Regions from separate parts of the Hordeum vulgare genome. Here region 2 is linked to region 1. The links are chromatin contacts, called in public Hi-C maps. All regions are on one chromosome and are shown on one strand. The core of a region is the stretch at or near the end of the contact, and the rest is flanking DNA. Distances in the headings are between cores, read along the strand shown. Region 1 holds the start of LOC123439130 (BTB/POZ and MATH domain-containing protein 1-like). Region 2 holds the start of LOC123439077 (oleosin-B6-like).

Evidence for each region. Hi-C and Micro-C count contacts between places; a contact is called where the count stands out from the background.
Region 2: a Hi-C map of leaf shows a contact between it and region 1, with 8 times the contacts expected there. The contact joins the promoter of LOC123439077 here to the promoter of LOC123439130 in region 1. A contact is called at or near these places in 2 of 6 Hi-C or Micro-C datasets (both in leaf) and 1 of 1 datasets of contacts at active chromatin or transcription factors (embryo).

Annotation. Positions count from the first base shown.
Region 1 is chr3H:3,151,960-3,158,723 of MorexV3_pseudomolecules_assembly, reverse strand. It overlaps LOC123439130 (BTB/POZ and MATH domain-containing protein 1-like), which reads right to left and starts at 4,146. Exons shown (of 1, transcript XM_045115879.1): 1 at 1,495-4,146. The coding sequence starts at 3,767. The coding sequence ends at 1,566.
Region 2 is chr3H:3,308,517-3,315,135 of MorexV3_pseudomolecules_assembly, reverse strand. LOC123439077 (oleosin-B6-like) reads left to right here and starts at 3,187. Exons shown (of 1, transcript XM_045115828.1): 1 at 3,187-4,200. The coding sequence starts at 3,187. The coding sequence ends at 4,200.

The sequences.
Region 1 (6,764 bases), core at 2,897-5,396:
CTTGAACAATCTATATCTACTAATAAAGGAAATAGGTATTCTCAGTCCGTCATGCTATTTTATATTTATTTTTTTTATGTTTTTGACATTAGACCTGCAGTACATATCAAATGTTTTTTAAAATATTCACATCTTTTAAACCTAACTTCAAATTTAACATGTTCTACATAAAATTTAATTAGAAAAATATATAGAATCGGAATATGATGTTAAATAGAAGACCTCTGGAATGTTGAACTACGCTTTTGTAGGTTAAGACCATCTTTGTTTGGGTAGTAACTACAAATTCTCAGGCTATAGACATTTTTTATAAATTAAAAGCGTGTGGTATTCTCTTTTTCCCGTTGCAACGCATGGGCCCTTTTGCTAGTAGATTCTTAAAATTTTCAGTACTTTGTATAAAGAAATTGGGCAACGCTACGCGTCCACCGGCGGATCATTTCCAATGATCCACCATCTTCACAGCCGTTTGATTTGGTGCATTCAGCCGATCTCATCCATCCGATCCGCATGCGGGGCTTTGATCTAATTCCTGAAACGATGTTCGAGTTTCTGAAACAACCGCTTTGTTGCAGTTTTTTTTCTTTGCGCGTGCTTCGACTGGGTACCCGGTAATTCCTGAAACAACGCTCGAGTTTCTGAAACAATCGCTTTGTTGCAGTTTTTTTATCTTCTCGCGCTCTTCGGCTGGGTACCAGGTAATTCCTGAAACAACGCTCGAGTTTCTGAAACAATCGCTTTGTTACAGTTTTTTTTCTTTACGCATGTTTCGAGGTTTTCTTTGTTTTTATGTTTTGTAACGTGTGTATTGTTGCGGAAGAAAATTTTACAACATAGATAAAGTTACAGAAAAGAAACACGCGTCGTACAGAGGAGCCGGCGGATCGCTCGCGTGCGATCCGTCGGCTGAACGTAAACTTTTCCCAAAGAAATTACAAAGGATCTTGGTACTAGAGCCTAGGGTTATAGCGCTAGCTGTCCCAGGCTTGTCTCCGTCACTGCCTACAATGAGCACAGACGAAACACTGGACACATACCATTTTACATTGGAGAGGAGGAGAGCAACGAGGTGTGGTAGAAGTCATGGCAGTGCTACGTGGAGCGGCATGCATGGCGTCGATGTGGTGCGACAAGCAGGAGCGAGCGACATTCTGGCTACACAAATTTGGTTGATCGCTCTAGCCTCTAGCTTACTGGGTGTTGTACGCTGTTTTGCTTATTGACAACACCGATAGTTGAAACACTGACTAATATGGCGGCAATAATAAATCCATTTAGCAACCACAAACAATTGAGCAGTTACATAACTAAAATTTAACTAGTGCATGCTTCGGATTGTTGCCATCACCCTCGATCGTGTCTTAATCAGTTATCCACGCAAAAATGCTAAACATACAAAGACTTACAAAAAGTTACACGCTGACTAGTATTTTTTCTTTCTAACTAACCTCTTCCTCTGATTTTTCAAAAGGATGGGTCCCTCACCCCACTTAATTTCCAATTAAATTCTACCTGCCTGTAAAACTCCTGTAACCTATGCATTATTGGTTATCCACGTGTGGAGATCACTTGAACTTCATGCAGTAATCCTGGAGCTTCTTGCGGTCGTGATGGCCCGCTAGTCTGATCATGGCCAACACGTTCTGTTGCGACACACACACACCAATCAAGGCCTCGCACTTGTCCTTCATCCCGTCCAGATGGAAGCGAGCCGCGGCATCCAACACGCCATAGGCAATTGTCGTCACATCGTGCCCCGCGGCAACGGCTATGTCTTCCAAGGGAGGGAGCTCGTCGGTGTAGATGAAGTGAAGCACCGCCTTGAAGACTCCAACCCTCATATACCAGACGGCTACGACGTGCTCCTTCTTCTGGTTGCTGTCCACAACCATCATGTAGAGGGCCGGGCACCGAGCGGCGATGACGAGGCTGTGCGCGTGGATCTCTTCCTTTTCGACTAGGAACGTCACGTCTGACCCCTTCCGGCTCATCAGGAGCTGCTCAAGATGATACGCAACGTTGGGAGGCGGTGGCACATCAGGAGCGTCGTCTCCGGCACCGGCAGAGGTGTCGCTGCCGCTGGTACCACCGGTGCGTGCCTTGGTGGTCAATATAAACTCACAACGAATTGTTAGGGATCCATCATGTGGTAGCATGTATGACGACACGGCATCTTTCACGCTGGTGCAATCCACATACCCATAGGATGCACCTTGTGAGGTGAAGGTGTCTTCAAAAGGCCCTATGATTAGGGTCGTCTCTCCACCAGGGTCATCCAACATGAAACATACCAATGCCCTAACACCAGCCTTTCCCGGATCGGTCAACAATGTGGCGAACACGGAAATTTTCCCTTCCTTCACCGATGCGTCCAGCTTCCAGTCATGGCCTCCTATCCGAAAAGTGTCCGAACTGAATCTTTGCTTGGCACCAGAGCTCGTTTGCAGGCTCTCAATGTTTGGGATCCTCAACTCGTGTATGCTGTGAGCCAACTCCGACGTGTTATACGTCGACGCTGTCCGTTTCTCTGGCCGGCGGACGCTGGTAGTGTCGCCGGCGTGGTTGTCCGCTAATATACATGTGGTGGCTACCTTGTCTGTCACATCGGCTAGGAAGGAACAGCAGCTTTCCTCTAGCTCCTTGTACTCCTCTGTCGCCTTGACATTGGCATACACGTTGGCATCGGACGCCAAGTAGTCAATGCAAGAGGCCTCCAGCTGACGGCAGGTGTGCCGGCCATGCACCGCCATCAATGTCGGCATGACTGACGTCGTGTCTATGCTTTCGGACAACGTCTTCTCGCACATGAGCCTCAGCTTCTCGATGTCGTAGCGATCCGCGGCTACGAGCAGGTCAAGCGCCATGGCCAAACGACGCATCGCCGCACGTTTCTCTTTGCAACCAACGACCTTTTTCGTCGCCGGCGTCTTTCCTTTGATGCGCAGCTCGTCGGTGTAGATGAAGCGGATCATGGCCCTGAAGGTTGAGGCGCTCATGTCATCGACCATGACGCGACGGGTGGTACCCTCTCTCATTTCACCGAGGAGCTCCGCGGCGAACACCGGTGACCGCATGGCTAGGATCAGCCTGTGCGCCTGGATCTCGGCCTGCTCCACCACGAACGTCACGTCCGGCTCCGGCAGCATGCATGGGGATGCAGGTGCAGGTGTAGGTGTGGAGGTACTCTTGGGCTCCGACGAGAGGAGAAGAAGCTTGTGCATGTCCTTGGCGACGCCAGAGTCCTCCTCCCGGAGGACCTCGACGGTGCAGAGGATGACGAGGCGGTCGTCTTGCACGTAGCGGCTCTCGTGGCCGCGGAATGCGTCCGGCACCGGCAACGTCCAGCTCCTGCCGGCCTGAGACTGAGACAGCAGCCAGGTGTTGCCGGACCAGACGTGGAAGGTGTAGGTCCCGTCGCTCTCCCAGACGGCGGCGGGCCAATTGCCAAGCGGGTCCTCGATCCTCAGTCTGGCCTTGGCAACGACGGCGTCTTGGGTGGTGTAGGGGGTGAGCAGCAGGAGGGTGATGGAGGTGAGGTGCTCGTCGTCGTCGTTGTTGTGGAAGCTGCACTCGAGAGCCCAGGTGTGGCCGCCGACCTCGAAGGCGCCGGAGAGGATGGAATAGTTGGCGTTGTAGGCCAGCGCTGCGCGGGCGTCGGCCTTGTAGCCGACGATGTGGAACTCGTGCTCGGCTCGGACGAACGATGTCGGCTTGCGTGACGCCGGCGGCGGCGTAGTCCGCTTCTTCCATGGGCAACGGCGAGTCATCGATCTCCGCTAGCTAGCTTGGCTTGGCTGGATCTGGATGTACACTCGATCAACGGAATACATGAGACTATATAGAAGCTAATTAATTATAAGCTGTCCGACTAGTAATCCATATACGAGCCGGACATGGATAACCATCTCTGTTTGCTTTAATCGCATATTGAATCGGATTGACTGGTATGCAGTTGAAGCTTGTCTCTCCAAGCATGCAGCTCAACTCGGATTGCTGTTGTTTGAGCTGGCCGGAGTCGAGAGACGCGACGCGAGACTCCGTTTTGTGGGCATTTGGCCATCGGTCTCTCTCATCTCATTCTCTCCATGTACCAAAGGATTATATCAGACAGTAACTTGAACCAAGATCTTGTTGGTTCTTGTGGGCTCTTCTATAAGCTGGCCATTCTGATTGTCTGACTCTTCATCAGCTAATAATATAGTCCTAAAAGTGTTTCACTTCCATAATACATTAGTCGCTCGATTTGTCCGTCTCTAAAATAACTTTCTTGTCTCATTGGCTGGCCTGGTTTGCTTCGCTTAGGGTGTGATCATGACTAGCTTGACCGTGTGAAGAAAGGTTGCTGATTGAGCACATCTGCTTTCCTTGCGTCTCGAGGGGCGATGCTTGCCCTGCATCTGCATCATAGCCTGATCATGTGGCTTTTACTTTCCGTTATCCATTGCTTTGATCAAACGTTGCTGGTTTATTTTTCTGACGTTGCATTTGGAGCTTCAGTCCGCAACGCTCATCTTATTCGCATCTGATCTCTTGTTGCATTGCTTTAGTAAAAGTAAAGTTAATTAATTGTGCCGCCGTTCTTGTCGATGGGAGAATTAGGATATGCCGGTGTCCGGCAGCAATATTATCAGACACACCGTCGGCTTCGGCAAGATGAGTGCTGGACATTTGTCAACGTATCAAGCATAATTTGTATCGTTTTTGCAGATATGACTTGGCATATAGAAGAGGAATCAGCCTGTTGCAATAACATGCTTTATTTATGCATCTCCAAAGCTTAATTACCCCACCGGTTGTCTATCCCTACACTCCTAACGTACTTCAAGAACCACATGGAAACTGTCCGGAATTTCTGAATTTTCTGCGGTGCTGATAGCAACAGGAAAAATAAATAAAGCCCAGTATGTTTCATACTCGGCAAAGAGCATTAAAACCTCGGCGACATGTAAACCAAGTGTTATAGTCAGCTTAGCGTACGCGGCTTAGGCACTATAAACCGAGTGTCACTTATCACGGACTCGGTTTATGTGTAAGCCGAGTATAAATCAGTGGCTCCCGACCAAAGAACAAGTGGGATCACAGCCGATTCAACCTAACAGAGGTGACTAGGATTTTGTTTCTTTGCAAATCACAATATCTAGGAGTTAATTTGGAGCTACGCGCACTACACTAAGGTTGTTTTAAAATTTACCTAAGCACTGAGCATGTGTCTAACTACGGTAAATATCGTTATACTGTATTGATTAATTAACTAGCCCCCTCTTTCTTCTGCTTGGTCCTTCATACTAGCTCCAGTTACTATTCAGCTGTCGCCTTAGGTTGGGCGTTTCGCGGTTGCAGCGTAATGAACCAAGTCGTGTTCATGTTGGTTGACACTTGACAGAAACAGCTTGCTTGATTAGCCTTGAGTCTAACTAAGTTGACATGCAATAATTACTACGTACTGTACTAGTTGATCATTGATCCGTAAGCAACCTGTCGGTAAGCATTAATCTAGTAGATTCCATCTCAGATATATATATATAGAGAGAGAGAGAGGGGGCCTAGTTGAGTTGGAGCTGACGTGTAAAATCAAAGATTATTCCAGCCAGTGATAACGACCTAATACTGTATATTTTAGTTGGATACTGAGCAGTAACAAACATCACATTCGTTGGATACTGAGTAACCAATGGACCATGGTGGTATTAAGGACAGTAAAACCGAACCCTTTCCGAGCTCTCTCAGGTCATTAGCGATTTCGGCCGTTGGATCGTGCATCTCGGTCGTCCCTGGCCGTCCAAGGCATTGTTTTCTCGCATGGGCTGGTACTGGGCTGAATGTCCTGGGGCTGCTATTCCCATGGCCGAATCGGAAGCCTCAGGTTCACTAACGATGGCAACGTCGGATGTGGAAAGTAAAACCGAACCCTTTCCGAGCTCTCTCAGGCCATTAGCGATTTCGGCCGTTGGATCGTGCATCTCGGCCGTCCCTGACCGTCCAAGGCATTGTTTTCTCGCATGGGCTGGTACTGGGCCGAATGTCCTGGGGCTGCTATTCCCATGGCCGAATCGGAAGCCTCAGGTTCACTAACGATGGCAACGTCGGATGTGGAAAGAACGATCGTAATTCCCTCCGTGTCCACATAGCCCCGCCTCCCCCCACTCCACACCCCGACTCCTCCAAGCGCGCCGCCGCTATCTCTCGTCCACCCCTCCCCTCCGCTCCCATCAGGCTCACACATCGCCGCTGGCAACCACCTCATCTGCCTCATGTCACCTCGCAGCCAGCCTCTTCCCAGATCCAATCCCCCAAAGCCGTCCACCTCGTCTCCCACCATCTCCTCTCGTCAGAAAAGAAAAGAAGAGGGAGATCGACCAGGTCAGGCGGCGGTCAAATCCGCCACGACCGCATCCACCTCGCCAAGGCTTCAAGATTGGCCGCTACCGGAGGTCAGCACAACACACCAGGGCAGGACTTCATCTCGACTGCCTGAGGATACGTCCACCGACTCCATGGAGCTTCCCCCCTAGCACGCTAGCAGCCATGTGTGTCCGATCCACCAGGTTGCCCCTCCATCTTCAAAGTCTCCGTAGTTTTTTTTCTCCCAACCACACTATCTTTTCTTCACCCGTGGTTCAACTCTGTTAATTTTCTTTGAAGTGATTTTCACTATGTTGGTTGCAGGTCGTTTCAATCCAAGTGCTTGCTGCTGGTTCTGGTATATTGGTTTTGGGGAATTTTTCAACTGACGAAACAACCGATGTTGATGTATCCTCTGGTAT
Region 2 (6,619 bases), core at 1,938-4,437, 160 kb before region 1:
GCAGCGGCGCTCCGCGTCCCTGTAGATGGGGTGAAGAGAAGGGAGAATAGGGACGCGGCGGCGCATAGTGCGGTCCGGCGGCGACCCTCCATGGCCGGCAGCGGCGCTCCGCGTCCCTGTAGATGGGGTGAAGAGAAGGGAGAATAGGGACGCGGCGGCGCATAGTGCGGTCCGGCGGCGACCCTCCATGGCCGGCAGCGGCGCTCCGCGTCCCTGTAGATGGGGTGAAGAGAAGGGAGAATAGGGACGCGGTCCGGCGGCGACCCTCCATGGCCGGCAGCGGCGCTCCGCGTCCCTGTAGATGGGGTGAAGAGAAGGGAGAATAGGGACGCGGCGGCGCATAGTGCGGTCCGGCGGCGACCCTCCATGGCCGGCAGCGGCGCTCCGCGTCCCTGTAGATGGGGTGAAGAGAAGGGAGAATAGGGACGCGGCGGCGCATAGTGCGGTCCGGCGGCGACCCTCCATGGCCGGCAGCGGCGCTCCGCGTCCCTGTAGATGGGGTGAAGAGAAGGGAGAATAGGGACGCGGCGGCGCATAGTGCGGTCCGGCGGCGACCCTCCATGGCCGGCAGCGGCGCTCCGCGTCCCTGTAGATGGGGTGAAGAGAAGGGAGAATAGGGACGCGGCGGCGCATAGTGCGGTCCGGCGGCGACCCTCCATGGCCGGCAGCGGCGCTCCGCGTCCCTGTAGATGGGGTGAAGAGAAGGGAGAATAGGGACGCGGCGGCGCATAGTGCGGTCCGGCGGCGACCCTCCATGGCCGGCAGCGGCGCTCCGCGTCCCTGTAGATGGGGTGAAGAGAAGGGAGAATAGGGACGCGGCGGCGCATAGTGCGGTCCGGCGGCGACCCTCCATGGCCGGCAGCGGCGCTCCGCGTCCCTGTAGATGGGGTGAAGAGAAGGGAGAATAGGGACGCGGCGGCGCATAGTGCGGTCCGGCGGCGACCCTCCATGGCCGGCAGCGGCGCTCCGCGTCCCTGTAGATGGGGTGAAGAGAAGGGAGAATAGGGACGCGGTCCGGCGGCGACCCTCCATGGCCGGCAGCGGCGCTCCGCGTCCCTGTAGATGGGGTGAAGAGAAGGGAGAATAGGGACGCGGCGGCGCATAGTGCGGTCCGGCGGCGACCCTCCATGGCCGGCAGCGGCGCTCCGCGTCCCTGTAGATGGGGTGAAGAGAAGGGAGAATAGGGACGCGGCGGCGCATAGTGCGGTCCGGCGGCGACCCTCCATGGCCGGCAGCGGCGCTCCGCGTCCCTGTAGATGGGGTGAAGAGAAGGGAGAATAGGGACGCGGCGGCGCATAGTGCGGTCCGGCGGCGACCCTCCATGGCCGGCAGCGGCGCTCCGCGCCCTGTAGATGGGGTGAAGAGAAGGGAGAATAGGGACGCGGCGGCGCATAGTGCGGTCCGGCGGCGACCCTCCATGGCCGGCAGCGGCGCTCCGCGTCCCTGTAGATGGGGTGAAGAGAAGGGAGAATAGGGACGCGGCGGCGCATAGTGCGGTCCGGCGGCGACCCTCCATGGCCGGCAGCGGCGCTCCGCGTCCCTGTAGATGGGGTGAAGAGAAGGGAGAATAGGGACGCGGTCCGGCGGCGACCCTCCATGGCCGGCAGCGGCGCTCCGCGTCCCTGTAGATGGGGTGAAGAGAAGGGAGAATAGGGACGCGGCGGCGCATAGTGCGGTCCGGCGGCGACCCTCCATGGCCGGCAGCGGCGCTCCGCGTCCCTGTATATGGGGTGAAGAGAAGGGAGAATAGGGACGCGGCGGCGCATAGTGCGGTCCGGCGGCGACCCTCCATGGCCGGCAGCGGCGCTCCGCGTCCCTGTAGATGGGGTGAAGAGAAGGGAGAATAGGGACGGCACGGCTACCTCCTCCTGGTCTGGCGACGGCTCTGGTCGCCTGATTCAGATTTGAGCCTCGGTGTCCAGGCTCCTCTCCTCCCCGCCGCGCGACGTGGGTTGCCCAGCCGCCACTCTCCCATGTCCGCTTCTCCCTGTGCCGCCCTTCCCTCCTCTCCTTCCCTTCCCTCTCTCCGGTTCTCGCTATCTCACCTCCCTCTCTCTGTCCTTCGCAGGAAGCCATGGCCGTCGGGCGTCAGGGCAGCTGGAGAAACACAGGGGCTGACCGCGTTGTGTTGGGCCTTTGCTGTAGGAAAACACACAGGATGAACGCACGTTGACGGACAGCCTGATGCGTACGCCACCGCCGCCATGAATCTCATCGCCACGCCCGACCGTCCTTCCTCTCCGGCTTCCATCCAACGAGGCGTCGCCGCCCTGCTCTCCTCCCCCACCCGCCCAAAGCTCATCGGTGCCACCCTTAGTCTCCTCCACCCGAAGCTGACGGCCGAGTTTTCCCCATTACTTAAATCCCTCACCCAGCCCAAAACAATCAGGATTTTTGCTAGAAATTTTGGCAGCATAACGGGTTGGCAATAAGAAAGAATGATGTCATGTTCATTCCAAAATTTGTTCATGCACTCCAAGACAGTCATGGAACATTTTATACACTCACCTTACATCCAACAGGTTATAGTCGTTCCGCCGATGCCACACCATGATGAACAGGTGGGACACTAGGCAGAATCAAACAACCATGGGAAAGTTGTCAAACAACCACAAGTTCTTCATTTTCCACGACAAACTGGACCGGAAAGCTTGTCCTTGGCTTCTATCGCAGGGGGTGCCACATCCATTTTAATTATCGATCGACCTTGGATTATGTTGTTGTAGACATCTGGGTTTGGACGAGCCAGCCTAACTTGCGGCTCGCTCCGCATGCAGCTGGAGGTTTGTGAAGAAGTTTATCGTTAGCGCCCCCGCGTATACCTTATTCATACGCATTTTTTGAGTTTTTATTAAAGAAAAAAAATAAAAAAGAGAAGGATGTTGTTGATGGAGATGGAGATGGAGCAAGCAAACACGTCGCAAGCAAGCAAAGATTTGTTCCTTCTAAAGAGAGATTCCAAGTATACATTCTGCAGGGCAAAGCAAAGGCGTGTCCTCTCGTCGTCGTCATCGTCGTCTCCCCTCCGCGGCGAGGCAGGATCAGATTCCATGCCCGCCATTGCCGGCATCATCCTCCGTCGTCTTCAAATGAGATTGTTTTGTTTGCCTCCGATCCGCTATAAATCAATCCCGCCGCCGTCGTCGTGTAATCAAAATCAACCAACCAACAAACACAAAGGAGTCCATGGCGGACGGCGACCACCACCAGCAGCAGCCGCCCAGGTACTGGTTCCCCTACTGGACCGGGACGCCCCCGGTGCGCCCGCACGCGCCGCGCCGCCCGTCGCCGTCCTCGCCGCGCCGCCAACCCACCAGAGGCGCCGCTCCTACGTCTCCGACCCCGACCCCGACCCCGACTCCTCCTCGTGCGGCGCAGAGCCGGGCGTCCCCGTCGCGGGCCTCGCCGCTCGCGCCCATCCGAGAGCCGCCGCCCAACACCAGCTCCAACGCCGGTGCTACTGCCGCCGAGCCGGCACCTAAGCCGATCGCTCTGCCCGCGGCGCCCAAGCCCAAGGACGTCGACGTCGTCCCGCAGCCGGACAAAACCACCGTGCACCCGCCTGCCGCTGCTGCTGCTGCCGCCGCTCAGACCAAGCACCACAAGGAGGCCGACAGGGACGACCACAAGAGCAAGGACAAGAAGCACCACGCCGGCGGCGAGGACGGCAAACTCAAGGAGAAGGACAAAGACAAGCACCACCATGCCGACGCCGGCCAGGACGGCAAGCACGACAAACTCAAGGAGAAGGAGAAAGAGAAGCACCACCATGCCCATTCCGGCCAGGACGGCAAGCACGACAAGGAGAAGGAGAAGGGGTCCAAGGCGCTGCACGGGCAGATCAAGGAGGCTGGCGTCGCCGACGTGGTGCACGGGGCCACCGGCTCATCCGGCTCCGGCCACGGCCACCAGGCGGCGAGCGTGATCACGCTGGCGGGGGAGAACAAGGGCGCGTCCATGAAGGTGGGCGGCGGCAACAGCAAGGACGCCGCGTGGGAGGAGCATCACGGCGGCGGCGAAAAGAAGAAGCAGGGGATGATGACGGCGCTCATCAACAGCAACGTGCAGGTGATCAACAACTCGCTGATGCTGCACAGCTCATGCAGCGGCGGCGACCCCGGCGTGCACCTCAAGCTCTCCGCCAAGTCCAACTCCACCACCAAGGACAAGCACAAGCAGGCTGCCGCTGCAAAGAAATGAGCGCCGTCGCCGACTCCCCGGCCGGCCGTCCGGCCACTGTATACTATGTATCATATGAGCCGTCCAAATGTAACTATGTGCAATAAGAGCAGCTCTCGCAAGTCCGTCGACTGAAACAGTTCATAAATTAACTATGATCTGAGAAAAAGTTCATAAATTTTTAAAATTTCACGGATTTATAAAATTAATTCATGAATTTGAATAAAGTTTTTAAAAAGTTCATTGGACTGAAACAAAGTTTATAAATCTTAAAAAAGTTTATCATTTAAAAAAACTTCATCCATTTCAAAAAAAAGTTCATCATAATTTGGAAAAAGTTCATCAATATTCAAATATGTTCATAAAATTTTAATAAAAAAAATTCGTAAAATTCTGAAAAGGGTTCATTTATTTGGAAAAATAGTTGTTTGTTTGAAAAAAAGTTAATCAAAAAATGGCTGCGTTTTGGAAAAACGTTCATAAATTTTTAAAAATTTCACGAATTTTTAAAATTAGTTCATGAATTTGAGTAAAGTTTTTAAAAAGTTTGTTGAACTGAAAAAAACGTTCATAAATCTTTAAAAAGTTTCTCATTTTAAAAATATTTCATCCATTTCATAAAGAAATCATCAAATCTCAAAAATTTCATCATAATTGGAAAAAAGTTCATCAATATTAAAAAATGTTTATAAAATTTTAAAAGAAAATTCATAAAATTCTGAAAAGGGTTCATTAATTTGGAAAAACATTTGTTCGTTTGCAAAAATGTTAATCAAAAAATGGCTGCATTTTTCCATAAAAATAAAAAATATATAAACATTAAAATGAAAATGAAAAAGTAATGAGAAAAAAATAAACCAAAGAAAAACCAGTCCTAAAAAAACCTAAATGAAAAAACGCATCTAGAAAAGTTTTTGGAACCTTCACAAAACCGAAAAACCTTTCCTTCCAATGGGCCGGCCCATGACCGAACGTTGTAGGCGTCGGTTAAGAAAAATGCACTTTAACCAAGGACCGCAGCACCAAATAGGATTCGTCCCCCCACACCCCCTACGCACGCACGGGAAAAGGACACCCGAGGAGAGCGGGGTGGTGGTTGGGGGTTCGCCCGTTGCTCGCAGGGGAGCGAGCGAGCGAACGGGAAAAGGGATACCTAATCTTATCCCTTTGTTAGGATCCTTTTAGCGTGCCCAACGGAATGGTCATTGACCCATTGCCTCAATCATTTAAGTGTATTTGTGAGGCTAGCTAGTCAGTCTTGTTTACATTACCTGTCACCCGTGCATTGTTCACGTAGTAATTGGTCTTATAAGGTTAGGTGCAGTTTGGCGAGATGGACGACCCGATCTAGCTCAGCTCTTTCATCCAGCAGTCAAGGGAATATGCAGATCGTCCAGCTGGTGATATTACTTACTTACTATGTAAATAAATATAAAAGCGTTTAGAACATTACTTTGATTATCTAAATATTTTTATATTTTTTTACGGAGGAATACTTGGCGACCAAAATTCACCCATCTCCTGCTAGTGCGGAAAAAGGGCAAGGGGTTATGACTCACAGTGCTAGCTGGGCATGCACCTAATTAATCCTTGATGCACCTGCTGTTGGAAATATGCCCTAGAGACAATAATAATTAGTTATTATTATATTTCTTTGTTCATGATAATCGTTTATTATCCATGATATAATTGTATTGATTGGAAACACAATACTTGTGTGGATACATACACAAAACACTGTCCCTAGTAAGCCTCTAGTTGACTAGCTCGTTGATCAAAGATGGTCAAGGTTTCCTGGCCATGGGCAAGGGTTGTTACTTGTTAACGGGATCACATCATTAGGAGAATCATGTGATGGACTAGACCCAAACTAATAGATGTAGCATGTTGATCGTGTCATTTTGTTGCTACTGTTTTCTGCGTGTCAAGTATTTGTTCCTATGACCATGAGATCATATAACTCACTGACACCGGAGGAATGCTTTGTGTGTATCAAACGTCGCAACGTAACTGGGTGACTATAAAGATGCTCTACAGGTATCTCCGAAGGTGTTCGTTGAGTTAGTATGGATCAAGACTGGGATTTGTCACTCTGTATGACGGAGAGGTATCTCGGGGCCCACTCGGTAATACAACATCACACACAAGCCTTGCAAGCAATGTGACTTAGTGTAAGTTGCGGGATCTTGTATTACGGAACGAATAAAGAGACTTGCCGGTAAACGAGATTGAAATAGGTATGCGGATACTGACGATCGAATCTCACGCAAGTAACATACCGAAAGACAAAGGGAATGACATACGGGATTATATGAATCCTTGGCACTAAGGTTCAAACGATAAGATCTTCGTGGAATATGTAGGATCCAATATGGGCATCCAGGTCCCGCTATTGGATATTGACCGAGTAGTCTCTCGGGTCATGTCTACATAATTCTCA